2 separate regions of the Oryctolagus cuniculus genome follow, and region 2 is linked to region 1. A link is a contact called in public Micro-C data. All regions are on one chromosome and are shown on one strand. The core of a region is the stretch at or near the end of the contact, and the rest is flanking DNA. Distances in the headings are between cores, read along the strand shown.

Region 1 (5,599 bases), core at 2,060-4,559:
TGGGGGCTGGAACCGTGGCAAAGTAGACTAAGCATCCACCTGCAGCACTGGCGTCCCATATGGGTACCAGTTTGCGTCCCAGCTGCTCTCCAATCCAGCTCTGTTTATGGCCTGGAAAAGCAGCAGAGGATGGCCCAAGTGCTTGGGCCCCTGCACCCGCATGGAAGATCCAGAAGAAGCTCCAGGATCTGGCTTCAGCCTGGCCCAGCCTTGGCCATTGTGGCCATTTGGGGAGTGAACCAGCAGATGGAAGATCTTTTGTCTTTGTCTCTGTCTCTCTCCTCCTTCTTTTCCTCATCTCTGTAACTCTGCCTTTCAAATAAATAAAAAATAAATCTCTAAAATTTATTTTTAAATAAAATATAAAAAGAAGCAAGGGTTGGGGCCAGCATTATACACAGCAGGTTAAGCCACACTTGCTACTCCCATATCCCATATCAGAGTGCCTGAGTTCAAGATCCAGTTACCCACTTCCAATCCAGCTTTCTGCTAATATGCCTGGGAAGGCAGAAGATAAGGGCCCAAGTGCGGGGGTCCCTACCACCCACACGGAAGACCTTGATGAAATTCCTCGTCCTGGCGTCAGCCTGGCCCAGCCCTGGCAGTTACAGGAATCTGGGAAGTGAAATAGCTTGCTTGCTGTCTCTCTTGCTCTGTCTGCCCCCTTTCCCTCTCTGTTGTTCTGCCTTTCAAATAAATAAATTTTTTAAGAATCACTACCCTTACACTAAGGTAAGAAACAAGTCTCAGCATCTTCTCTACAGCAGACATGACCACAGATGCCTCCTCAGCTGCTGGCAGGATTGAACGGTGACCACGTGACCCTGTGTGACCTGCCAGCAATAGCAGGTGACCAGACACAAACAGGTTAAAACTTGGGTAGGAGAACCAAAAGATGTGTTCTTTATTTCTTCAAGATTTATCTTACTTATTTGAAAGGCACTGGCACTACATCCCGCCACCCTCTGCAGCCACACACACGCGGCAGCACACAAGGTCTCACGGCCACCTGTCATTCATTCGGTCATCAGGACCATCAGCTCCCATGCTCACCAAGGTGTGGGTCCAACAGGTGAGGCTGCTCCTGGTATTTGTTCATTATTACTAAAAAGAAAAAGAACACAGAAGTCAATCACCACTAAGCCAGACGCGCACAGGGACCTCAGGAGCCACCCTGCTCGTCCTTGCTAAACGCAGGCAGCGGCCAAGAGCACACCCACAGAGGCCCCCCAGAGTGTGCACCCCCACTGCCCTCTGGCCCCCTGCTCCACACACCTTTCCTGGGGTCCTCTCCTCCCACGGCCTCCTGAGTCTTCCTCCCCAGCAGGGTCTCTCCCTTGTTCCTTCCTTCCCTCCCACTCCCGCTCAGGCACACACCCTCTCTCTTCCCTCAAAGCCCTGCAAAGTCTGACCCACAGCCCCCAGCTGCGGTGCTTCTGTCCAATCCAAGGAGCACTCCTCACTGCCGCCCACCTGCCAGGAGCAAAAGCCGGGCTCCCGCTGGTGCCCGGTGCCCGCCTCACCCTCAGTTTGTACGTGAGGCGGTGTTATCAGTCACCAGGCATTCGGGTAACTGACAGACGGGATTCAGACTGCTGCTGCCAGTGGCCTCTCCACCTGGACACCACCCAGCCTCTCTCCTAAAGCCCGGGCACTGCCTCTCCAAACCGAGGACAAGCGCGTGGCGAAAACGCTCTAGGTCATCATGCACCTCCAGGCCCTACAGACGCACTTGGAAGTCATCCACCAGGCTGACCAAGAAGCCACTCACACTGTGGCTGTCATCCCACACCGCACCCGTTTCTCCAAGTCTCAGCAGCCCACAGCCACGCTGGGCATCAAGCCAGTTCCTCCTGGTCCAACCCCGTGGCCCCGCCGAGCAGTCCCCAAACTGTGGTCCACACACGGGTCCACACGTGCTCTGCAGTCGACACGCTGAGGGTCACACCTGGTCTGCACAACTGATCTACACATTGCAGTCCTCACACTGTGGGACACACTGCAGGCGCACACTAGGCGCACACACAGGTATACACACAGGTGGGAGCACACACGGGGGGGCACACACAGGGGAGCACGCATGTTGCACAACACAGGCACACACAGGTGGGAGCACACACAGGGGAGCACACGCAGGGGAGCACACACAGACATACACACAGGTGGGAGCACACACAGGGGGGCACACGCAGGGGAGCACACACAGGCATACACACAGGTGGGAGCACACACGGGGGGCACACGCAGGGGAGCACACACAGGCATACACACAGGTGGGAGCACACACAGGGGAGCACACACAGGGGAGCACACATGTTGCACAACACAGGCACACACACATAGCTAGGAGCACACCCAAGTGCATACATGCAGGGGAGCACACACGTTGCACACCAGATGCGCACGCTCTGTATAACAGGTGCACACACAGGCATACACACAGGTGGGAGCACACACAGGGGAGCACACACGGGGGGCACACACACAGGTGGGAGCACACACAGGTGGGAGCACACACAGGGGAGCACACACGTTGCACACCAGATGCGCACGCTCTGTATAACAGGTCCACACACAGGCATACACACAGGTGGGAGCACACACACAGGTGGGAGCACACACAGGGGAGCACACATGTTGCACACACAGGTGGGAGCACACACAGGTGGGAGCACACACAGGGGGGCACACACAGAGGTGGGAGCACACACGTTGCACACCAGATGCGCACGCTCTGTACAACAGGTGCACACACAGGCACACACACAAAGGCACACGCACACACCGTGGGGTCCGTCTCGGGGCCGGGAGCCCACGTGCCACCTGCCCAAGGGTCCCGCTGCCCTCTCCAGGGGCTGCCGGGAGGGAGGGCAGGGTGCGCCCTCCCCGCAGGGGCCCCGAGACGCTGAAGTCCCCCGCGCCCGCGCACCGCACCCCGCCTCACCGCGGAACCGCTCCACCGCCGCTTCCCGCGCCGCGCGCTCGCCGTGCGCCTCCCGCAGCCCGCCGAGCAGCGCGCGGGCCTCGGCGCTCTCGCTGAACGCCTCCAGCGCGGCGCCGTACGCCAGCGCCTCCTCCTCCACCTCGTCGTCGCGGGCGCCGGCCACCGGCTCCTTGCTCAGGTCCATCGCGGCGGCGAGGCCCGGCCGGCTGAGGAGAGCGCGCAGAAAGGCGAGCGAAGGCGGCGCCCGCGCACGCCGGCCCCACCCAGCGGCCTCCGACCCCGGAGCCGGCCTCGCTACGGGACGCGCGAGTCGCCAAAATAGCGGCAGCGCGCGCGGAGGTGGCGCCCGTCCGGCGAGGGCCGAGGCTTACGGCGGCCGAAAACGAGAAGTCGCTTTCTGGTCCCGGGTCGCTCGCCGCTGTCGGGCTCCGGGCAAAGAGGAGCTGCGGCGGGGTCTCCGCGCAGGCTCAGTTCGGCGGGGAAAGACCGCGCTCCGATCCGGCCCGGGCAGCGGAGGGGCGAGCCCGGGGCGGAGCTGATGCTGGGGGCGGGCCCTGGGCGGGGCTCGTTTGGGGCGTGGTCTGAGGACAGACGAGCGACTGGGTGGGGCCTGAGGGCGTGGCCGGGCGGGGTCTGAGCCCTGGAGTGGGGCGGGGCCTGGGTGCCGGGGCGGGGCCATGACCGCCTCCAGTCCCAAGCGCCAGGGCCACCCCGCACTGCGGTCCGGCGCGAGCCGTGGGCGCCCGACGCCCACTGGCCCTGGGAAAAGCACCTCCCCCTGGAGACCCCAGGCCCAGGTGAGCGCTGGCGGAGCAGGAAGCACGCGATGGACCCCCACCCAGAGGTGGTTTTCATGTTTAAGGTTTATTTATTTGAAAGGCCTTTAAAGAGAGAAAGAGAGCCCCTGTCCGCTGGTTCACCCCTCCCCCCACATACCCGCAACAGCCGGGGCTGGGAGCCCTCAGCTCGATCTGGGGGCCCCCGGTGAGTGGCAGAGCTGCTGCCCCCGGGGGGGGAGAATTGGGGTCCCAGGGATGCACCTGCTGCGAGCAAGCCGTGCCCGGAGCTTCGTCCCTCGAGAGAAGGCGGCCGCGCGCGGCCAGGTGCGCGTGTCAGCCACGCAGGGTCAGTGGGCCGCGCACACCCCTGGCGGCGCGGTCGGCAGGGGACGGGTGTCCCATCTGCGCCCCTGCTCCCCTTACCCCGCCTTCTGCCGCTCTAAGGGGTGCTGCCCTGGGTTAGCGCGCGTCGGGGCCGCCCCCGGAGGCCGTTCCCGGGAGGGCTCCACCGGGCGAGCTGCGCCGCAGCAGGGTGCGGGGATCCCGGCCCGCGGTTATGCCAGCAGCCTGCGCATGGCGCCCAGCGCGGCCGAGCGGTAACTGCGCCCGAAATGGTTCCAGTGGTTGAGGAGGTTGAAGAGCTGGTAGAGCAGCAGCCGCTGCTCGGAGCCCGGCGCCTTGGGCACCTTGCGGTGGTAGGCGGTGAAGAAGGCCCTGGGGAAGCCGCCGAACAGCAGGGCGATGGCCAGCTCGAACTCGGAGTGGCCGTAGAAGGAGGCCGGGTCGAAGACCACCGGCCCCGCGTCGTCCTCCGCCGCGTTCCCCGACCAGAGGTCACCGTGCAGCAGGGCGGGGACCACCTCCAGGCCGCAGAACAGAGCCGGGATCTTCACCTGCGAGAGGGAGGGTCGTCGTGCCCAGTGCCTGGACGCGGCCGGAGGCAGCCCCTCTCCGCTCTGTGCGCGTCCCACTTCCCTGGCACCAGCGGCCGCAGCAGAGGACACAGCCCTCCCCACTGCCCTGTCACTGCTCCTCTCCGCCCTGCTGGCCACTTCATCCATGAGGTCAAGGAGCCAGTTCACCATAGGCTACAGCGGGACTTCAGAGTCAGGCTTTGAGACCTGGCCCTGGGGGACTCGGGGGCCCATCCTGGGGTGAGACATTCCCACTAAGACAGAGGGGAACGGAGGCTAAGAGTGGGCAGCTGTCAGTAACCAGGAGACGGGGACGGCAGTGCCCCTGGGCTCCACAGGCAGGAGGTCAGGTTAAATACCCCAGGGGGCCATGTTGGTCCTCGGATCCCACCCCTGTCCCGTTCCTGTCAGGCTCATAGTGGCCCCTGATGTGTGCGCCACTTCCCCAGCTCTGCACAGAGTCCCTCAGCTCTCCCGGGGTGAGAGAACAGCCTCTCTCCCAGAGAAGTGGCCGCAGGGCCCACCTGTAACCTCGACCACAGCTCTCGTGCCTCTCGGTCAGCATAGTCTTTTTCGATGAGGTCCAGCTGTGCCTGGAGCCGGTGCCGGGTGAAAAAGGTTGGCCAGTCGTCATGCCACTCATTCACCTGGGCAACGGAAGCAAGGACAGAGCTACTCGCTGTAGCCACAGGACAGTGCATGCAATCCGCCCAGGCCCTGGGACAAGGGCCGGCCAGCAAGCAGGCTGAGGCAGGGTCGCCACATACTCAGCTCTTCCAAAGGAAGGAGTTAAAGGGGAAAATGGAGACAGAACTGGCAACACACATAAACAACAGATACACTCAAATCTAACTATCAACAAACACATAAAAATGTCAAAAAATACTCTCGCTAAAGGGATTGACAGAACAATAAAGCTGAACTTAACCACAAGTGGCGTGCAGGAATGCACTTATATATAA
Region 2 (5,599 bases), core at 923-3,422, 240 kb after region 1:
GAGCTGCCCCCACCCCGGCTCCCTGGGGTGCCTACAGTCCTGGCCTCTCCCTAGAGGCTCAGAGCTTGCACGGCTCCCTGCTGGCTCAGGGCCCCCACCTCGCTGAAGCTGAAGCCCGTCTGTCCACCCCTGGTCTCACCTGGACGCCGGCACCCTCTCCTTCCCTAGAATCTGCTAAGACGGAGCCGCATCTGCACTCTGCTCAGAGCCCTCCACAGCCGCCCCCCATGTAGAGGTTCAAGCTGGTGGGTGTGCTCCCCATCGCGCCCAGTCACAACGGCCCTGGCTGGGACTGCCACACTCTGGGACACACCCCCAGCCAGCTCTGGGCTCACTGAATGGCCCTGGCTGGGAGGTCCTGACACCTGCCAGCACCACCCTCATCCACCAACCGCCTTGCCCCCCGGGCTCCACGTGCTCAGCCCTCCTGGGTACAAACTTCGGTCTGAGAGTACACACCCCAGAACGTGCCGCATACAGACCGTGCTCGCTACTGGGCGGACGGACGTAGCCCACTGGAATCATTTCAACACATTATGAGAGCCTGAGCCACGGGTCCCGTTTGCTGTTGTTTTCCCCTTTAAACACGGACTGACAGGAGCCAGCTCGGGTGCCCTCTCCCCCACAGCCACTCTGAACGGAGCTCAGCCCACTGCCTCCTCCTGGAAATGACCCAATGGCCCCGAGACGCCTGCTCACTGGGGGTCTTGTTCCACTACCGGTGATTCAGGAGGTCTGTGTGGGGCCCAGAAGCCTGTACTTCTAAGGAGCTCCCGGAGCCTGGCGCGCGGTGCTGCACTAAGCCCGAGGCCCGGCCAGCTGCACCAACTCGCCATCCTCCCGCGTCTCCTGCTGCAGGGCCGGCTCTCCCGCACCTGTCACATTCCTCCCTTTCCCCTCCTGCCCTAAACGCACGCGCCGTTCCCTTCCACCACCTGGCCTATCGCCTCTGTCCAGAGCAACAGGGGCCTGTGCTGCCTCCAGCCCAAGCTCGGGGCCTGTGGAGCTAACGCCGCGCCCGGGTACAGCCTCTTAGCTCTGCCGCTCTGGCTGGCTCACGCAGGTCCCGTGCCCCGCCAAAGCTGCGCCCCAGCTGTTCCCCGGCTCCCTCCAACCTGCACTGACACACACCTGCGCTCCCCCGAGCCCGGGGGCCTTCGCGATCGCCCACTGCCCTCCACTGAGCGGGTCAGGGTGTGCGACACCCTCCGGGCTGGCTGCTACACCGGCTCGGAGCTCTCCCCGCCCTGCGCGCCCGCGCTGTCCGTGTGCCCACCACCGACCTGCCGAGACAACCACCTAGGCTGGGGGTGCCTTATCTCAGCCTCGCAGAACCCGGGAGGGGCGCGCCTCAACCCCCCGCATCACTGATAGCGAAGGGGCTGGAGCTCCGCGCAGGGGTGCGCCCAGAGGAAGGCCCGCCAGACGCAGGTCGCGGCAGAAGCGCTCAGCGCCGGCGCTCGCGGGGCCCTCCGTGGAAGGCGTGACGGCTGCGTCTCCGCGCGCCGCTGGGGCGGCACTTACACAGCACACGCAGCTCGGAGCGCGCATCAACTCCCGGCCAGGCAGCATCTCAAAGAGAAGCAACCGCGAACAGAGGCGACGGCGGCCGGGCCCCGGCCGGCCCCGGCCGGCGCACGCTCACCTCTCCGCCCGCCCGCGCCGGGCTCGCGCTCGCCTCGGCCGACACATCCTCCGCGTCCTCGGTCTTGCTCTTCTTGCTACATTCCTTAAAAAGGCAAGGGGGCGTCACTGACCGACGACTCTGCCGCTGCCCTCCCTCACGGCTCGGCCACCTGCCCGCAGGTGCGAGGGCGACCCCGCGGCGCTGCCCGCTCCGGACCGAGGAGCGCCGCCGCCTCGGCCGGCCGGGGCCGCCGCGAGGTTCGGTCTCGGTGTCCCGGGCTGAAGGCTCGGGACCGTTTTGCGGGACAGGGAAGGATGGACGGGCGCGCGAGAGCCTGCCGCCACCCGCACGCGGCCCGCCCCAGCCCCGGCCCCGCGGTCCGCGCCCACCTTGCGCGTGCAGTGCTCGCACTTCATCTGGAGCGCGCGGGCGGAGGCCGGCGCCTCGGCCTGAGGGGAGCAGCGCGGACGCAGACGCGGCGCCCGCCGCCCGCAGCCCTTTGTCGTCCTCGCTGCGGCGGGCCCCGCCCCGGCGGCTGCGCCCGGCCAATGAGAGCGCCGGGACAGGGCGAGCCGCACCCTGAGCCAGTAGGAGCGCGCGGAAGGCGCTTCGGCCCCGCCCCACACGGCTGGGTCTCGGCCAATGAGGATGCCGGAAAGAGGCGGGCCCGCCCCTGGAGCCAATGCGACGGGCGACGCCGCGGGGTCCCGGGCCGGTTCCCGCGAGGGTTTCCGCTTCGGGCGGGCCGGCGGGGGCTGCTTAGCCACGGGCGCGGGGGAGGGGCCGAGGGAGAGCCGCCTGCGGCGGGGGCGCGCGTCGTCCGCTCGGCCCCACACCCGCCTCTGGCCGCCGCCATGGCCGCCCTGCCGCGCGGCACGTAGGCCGGCCGGGCGGAAGTGCGCGTGCGCGGCGAGCGCCGCTGGCCCGCGTGGACGCAGCCGGGCGGCACGAGGGCGGCGTTTTCCGTTCGTGTCGTTGAGCGCGGGAGCGCCGCGCTCCGCCGGCCCGCCCCGGGGTCCCCGCCAGGGCCCGCTTCCGTCGGCCGCTGCGGTCCGAGAACCCTGACCGGGTGCCCGGTCAGTGTTTGGCCTGAGTCCCGCGGGTACTGGTCAGGGCCGCACTTTACAAAGCTCGAGGAGACTGTCGTCCCCCACGGAGCTGACTGGAACCGCGCAAAACCGGCGGCACGCGAGGGCGCTCGGGAGTCCTGGGACCCGGCCGGTGCACTCCGCGGACGCGCGTGGGGACGCGGAGGTCACTTTCCAAAATGCAGTCGGGGACTCGGACTTGGCACTTGGCAGGCTGCTGCCCGGTGTGAGCTCTGGGACGAGGCCGGCTCCCCCACCGCTCTGACCACCCGCTAGCGAAGACTGCAGGGCCACACGTGACCGCCACCCACGGGCAGCGCTGCCACGCGGTGACTCGCTGTTAGCGTCCCCGGAGTCCACATCTCCCCTAAACCCCGCGCCCGGGTCGGGTGCAGAGCGCGCGTGGAGCAGTCAGCGTGACAGGAAGCGCTCCCGCGTGTACAGCCCAGAGTCCCGATCCTGCGCCCCTCCTGAAGGCAAACCCTCCCCTCGGAGCGTCAGATCAGACACTTACGCCTCAAAACCCCAGTAGGATCTTTTCATGTTAGATCATTAAAAATGTTCTTATTTATAGTTTTCCATTTCTTAAAAAAGTTTATTTATTTGAAAGAGTTACAGAGAAATGTAGAGACAGAGAGAGGTCTTCTATCCACTGGTTCACTCCCCAAATGACCGCAACGGCTGGAGCTGTGCCGATCCCAAGCCAGGAGCCTCTTCCAGGTCTCCCACGTGGGTGCAGGGCCCCAAGGACTTGGGCATCTTCTGCTGCTTTCCCAGGCCACAGCAGGGAGCTGGACCAGAAGTGGAGCAGTCAGGACTCGAACCAGCACCCAAATGTGATGCCAGCGCTGCAGACTGAAGCTTTAACCCACGGTGCCAGAGCCGGCCCCGCGTTTTCCATTTATATACCATATTACAAATACATCAATCAACCTTGGGAAGTCTTAACCTTTCAGTCATTCAATCCATGTCAGCACTGCACAGAAAACATCTCCCTTCAGTTTTCAGGAATGAAAGAGTAGTTTTAGATTTGTATATTTATTGTTATTTTAAAGATGTATTTATTTGTTTGAGAATCAGAATTACAGAGATGGAAAGAGAGAGATCTTCCATCCACTGGTTTACTCCACAGATGGCCTCATGGCCAGGGCTAGGCCAGGCCAAAGCCAGGAGCAGCATCTCCCACAGGGGTGGCAGGGGCCCGACTCCTGGGGCCATCTTCTCTTCTTCTCCAGGTCATTAGCAGGGCGCTGGAGCAGAAGTGGAGCAGCCAGGACTAGAACTGTTGCCACAGGGATGCTGGCAATTACAGGTGGAGCCTTTATCTGCTATGCCACAATGCTGGCCTCTAGTGTTTTAAAAGCAGAATTGCAATGCTATCTGTTACAACACTTCGCAGTCAGTCTCGTCAATGCCCAATGTCCATATTTCTCAATTGTCTCATAAATTTCTAGCGAGTTTAAATCAGGATCTAAATAAGTACAATGTGTTCTATATCGAAGTTGATTTAGATGTTCCTTAAGTCTTTCTTTAAAAAAAAAAATCCTGAGGCCAATGTTGTGGCGCAACAGGTAAAGCTACCACCCATGACGCCGCATCCCGTGTGGGCACTGGTTGCTGTCCCAGCTGCTCCACCTCCCATCCAGCTCCCTGCTCACTGTCTTGGGAAAAGCAACGGAAGGTGGCCCATGTTTAGGCCCCGTCACCCTCGTGGGAGACCAGGATGAAGCTCCTGGCTCCCGCCTGGCCCAGCTCTGGCCTTTACAGGCATCTGGGGAGTGAAACAGCAGATGGAAGCGCACGCGCTCTCTCTCTGTAACTCTTTCAACATAAATACATATTTTTCTGAAAAATCCTTATTTTGAAATAAGGCTTGCTATCCGGGTGTAGAGCTCTAGCCTGAAGGTGTGACTTGGTTGAAGTCTGTGGGTTCCAGCCACATCCCCCTTCCCCTCTGCATCATCACAGGGAACCGGGCCTTCGTCTGCAGGCTTTCCCGAAATCACTGAGGTGTCCCTGTGCGAGCTTTCAGGGTATCCTTGTCCTCTGACTCTCCAGCAGATGCAGGCTGGATCTCACACCCAGGCTGTGGTGGTGTTTTGTTTTTATAAGACGACTTCATAGAAGGGGCTGTGTTCTTTCCGTGTCTGACTGTCCTTTTGTGGTGCGAATTGGCAGCCATTTATGAAACTGCCGAGACCCATCACTTCTTTAAGCAGATGTGTGAATTCCACCATTTCTTCCTGCTTAGTGGAAACAATTTTTTATTAAAAAAAAAAGATTGATTTATTTTAAAGGCAGAGGTAGAGAGATATCTTCCATCTGCTGGTTCACCCCCCAAATGGCGGGGCCTGGGTCAGGCCGACGTCAGGAGCCAGGAACTTCACTTGGGTCTTGCACGTGGGTGCAGGGGCCCAGGCACTTGGGCCGTCCTCTGCTGCTTTCCCAGATGCATTAGCAGGGAGCTGGGTCAGAAGTGGAGCAGCCGGGTCTTGAACCCGCGTCCACACGGGATGCCTGTGCTGCAGACAGAGGCTTTACCTGCCCAATGGAAACACTTCTACCTGAAAAATTCTCCTCACCACTGGTTACACTGCTATAACCTTATAAAAATAGGCAGGATAAATGTTGGATTCCTTCTCCTAATCAAACAGCCAAAAAGCCCTGATTGGTAGTCACTTCCAAAGTGAACAAAGTTTAAAATGTCACCGTGACCTGTGGGTTTCGGCTCGATTTCCAGCGGCACCGCTGCCTCGCCCATCCGAGGTCCTTCCACAGAGGTGAAGTGGTCTCCCTAAGTGGGAATCGACATTAAAACCCACAAAGCCGATACTGAAATTGTGTGCTGCTCCCGGCTTGTCTTTGTAGCACTTTTAAGCAGACA

What was found. A called contact is a pair of places that touch in the nucleus more often than the background predicts.
Region 2: a contact with region 1 is called in a Micro-C map of ear pinna, with 3 times the contacts expected there. The contact joins the promoter of NARF here to the promoter of TBCD in region 1. A contact is called at or near these places in 2 of 6 Hi-C or Micro-C datasets (ear pinna and an unstated tissue).

What each region holds. Positions count from the first base shown.
Region 1 is chr17:399,299-404,897 of mOryCun1.1, forward strand. It overlaps TBCD (tubulin folding cofactor D), which reads right to left and starts at 3,310. Exons shown (of 40, transcript XM_051838823.2): 1 at 2,945-3,310; 2 at 1,054-1,104. The coding sequence starts at 3,128. It overlaps FN3K (fructosamine 3 kinase), which reads right to left. Exons shown (of 6, transcript XM_002723048.5): 5 at 5,162-5,284; 6 at 3,790-4,616. The coding sequence ends at 4,278.
Region 2 is chr17:644,296-649,894 of mOryCun1.1, forward strand. It overlaps NARF (nuclear prelamin A recognition factor), which reads right to left and starts at 2,173. Exons shown (of 12, transcript XM_051838812.2): 1 at 2,017-2,173; 2 at 1,646-1,729. The coding sequence starts at 2,043.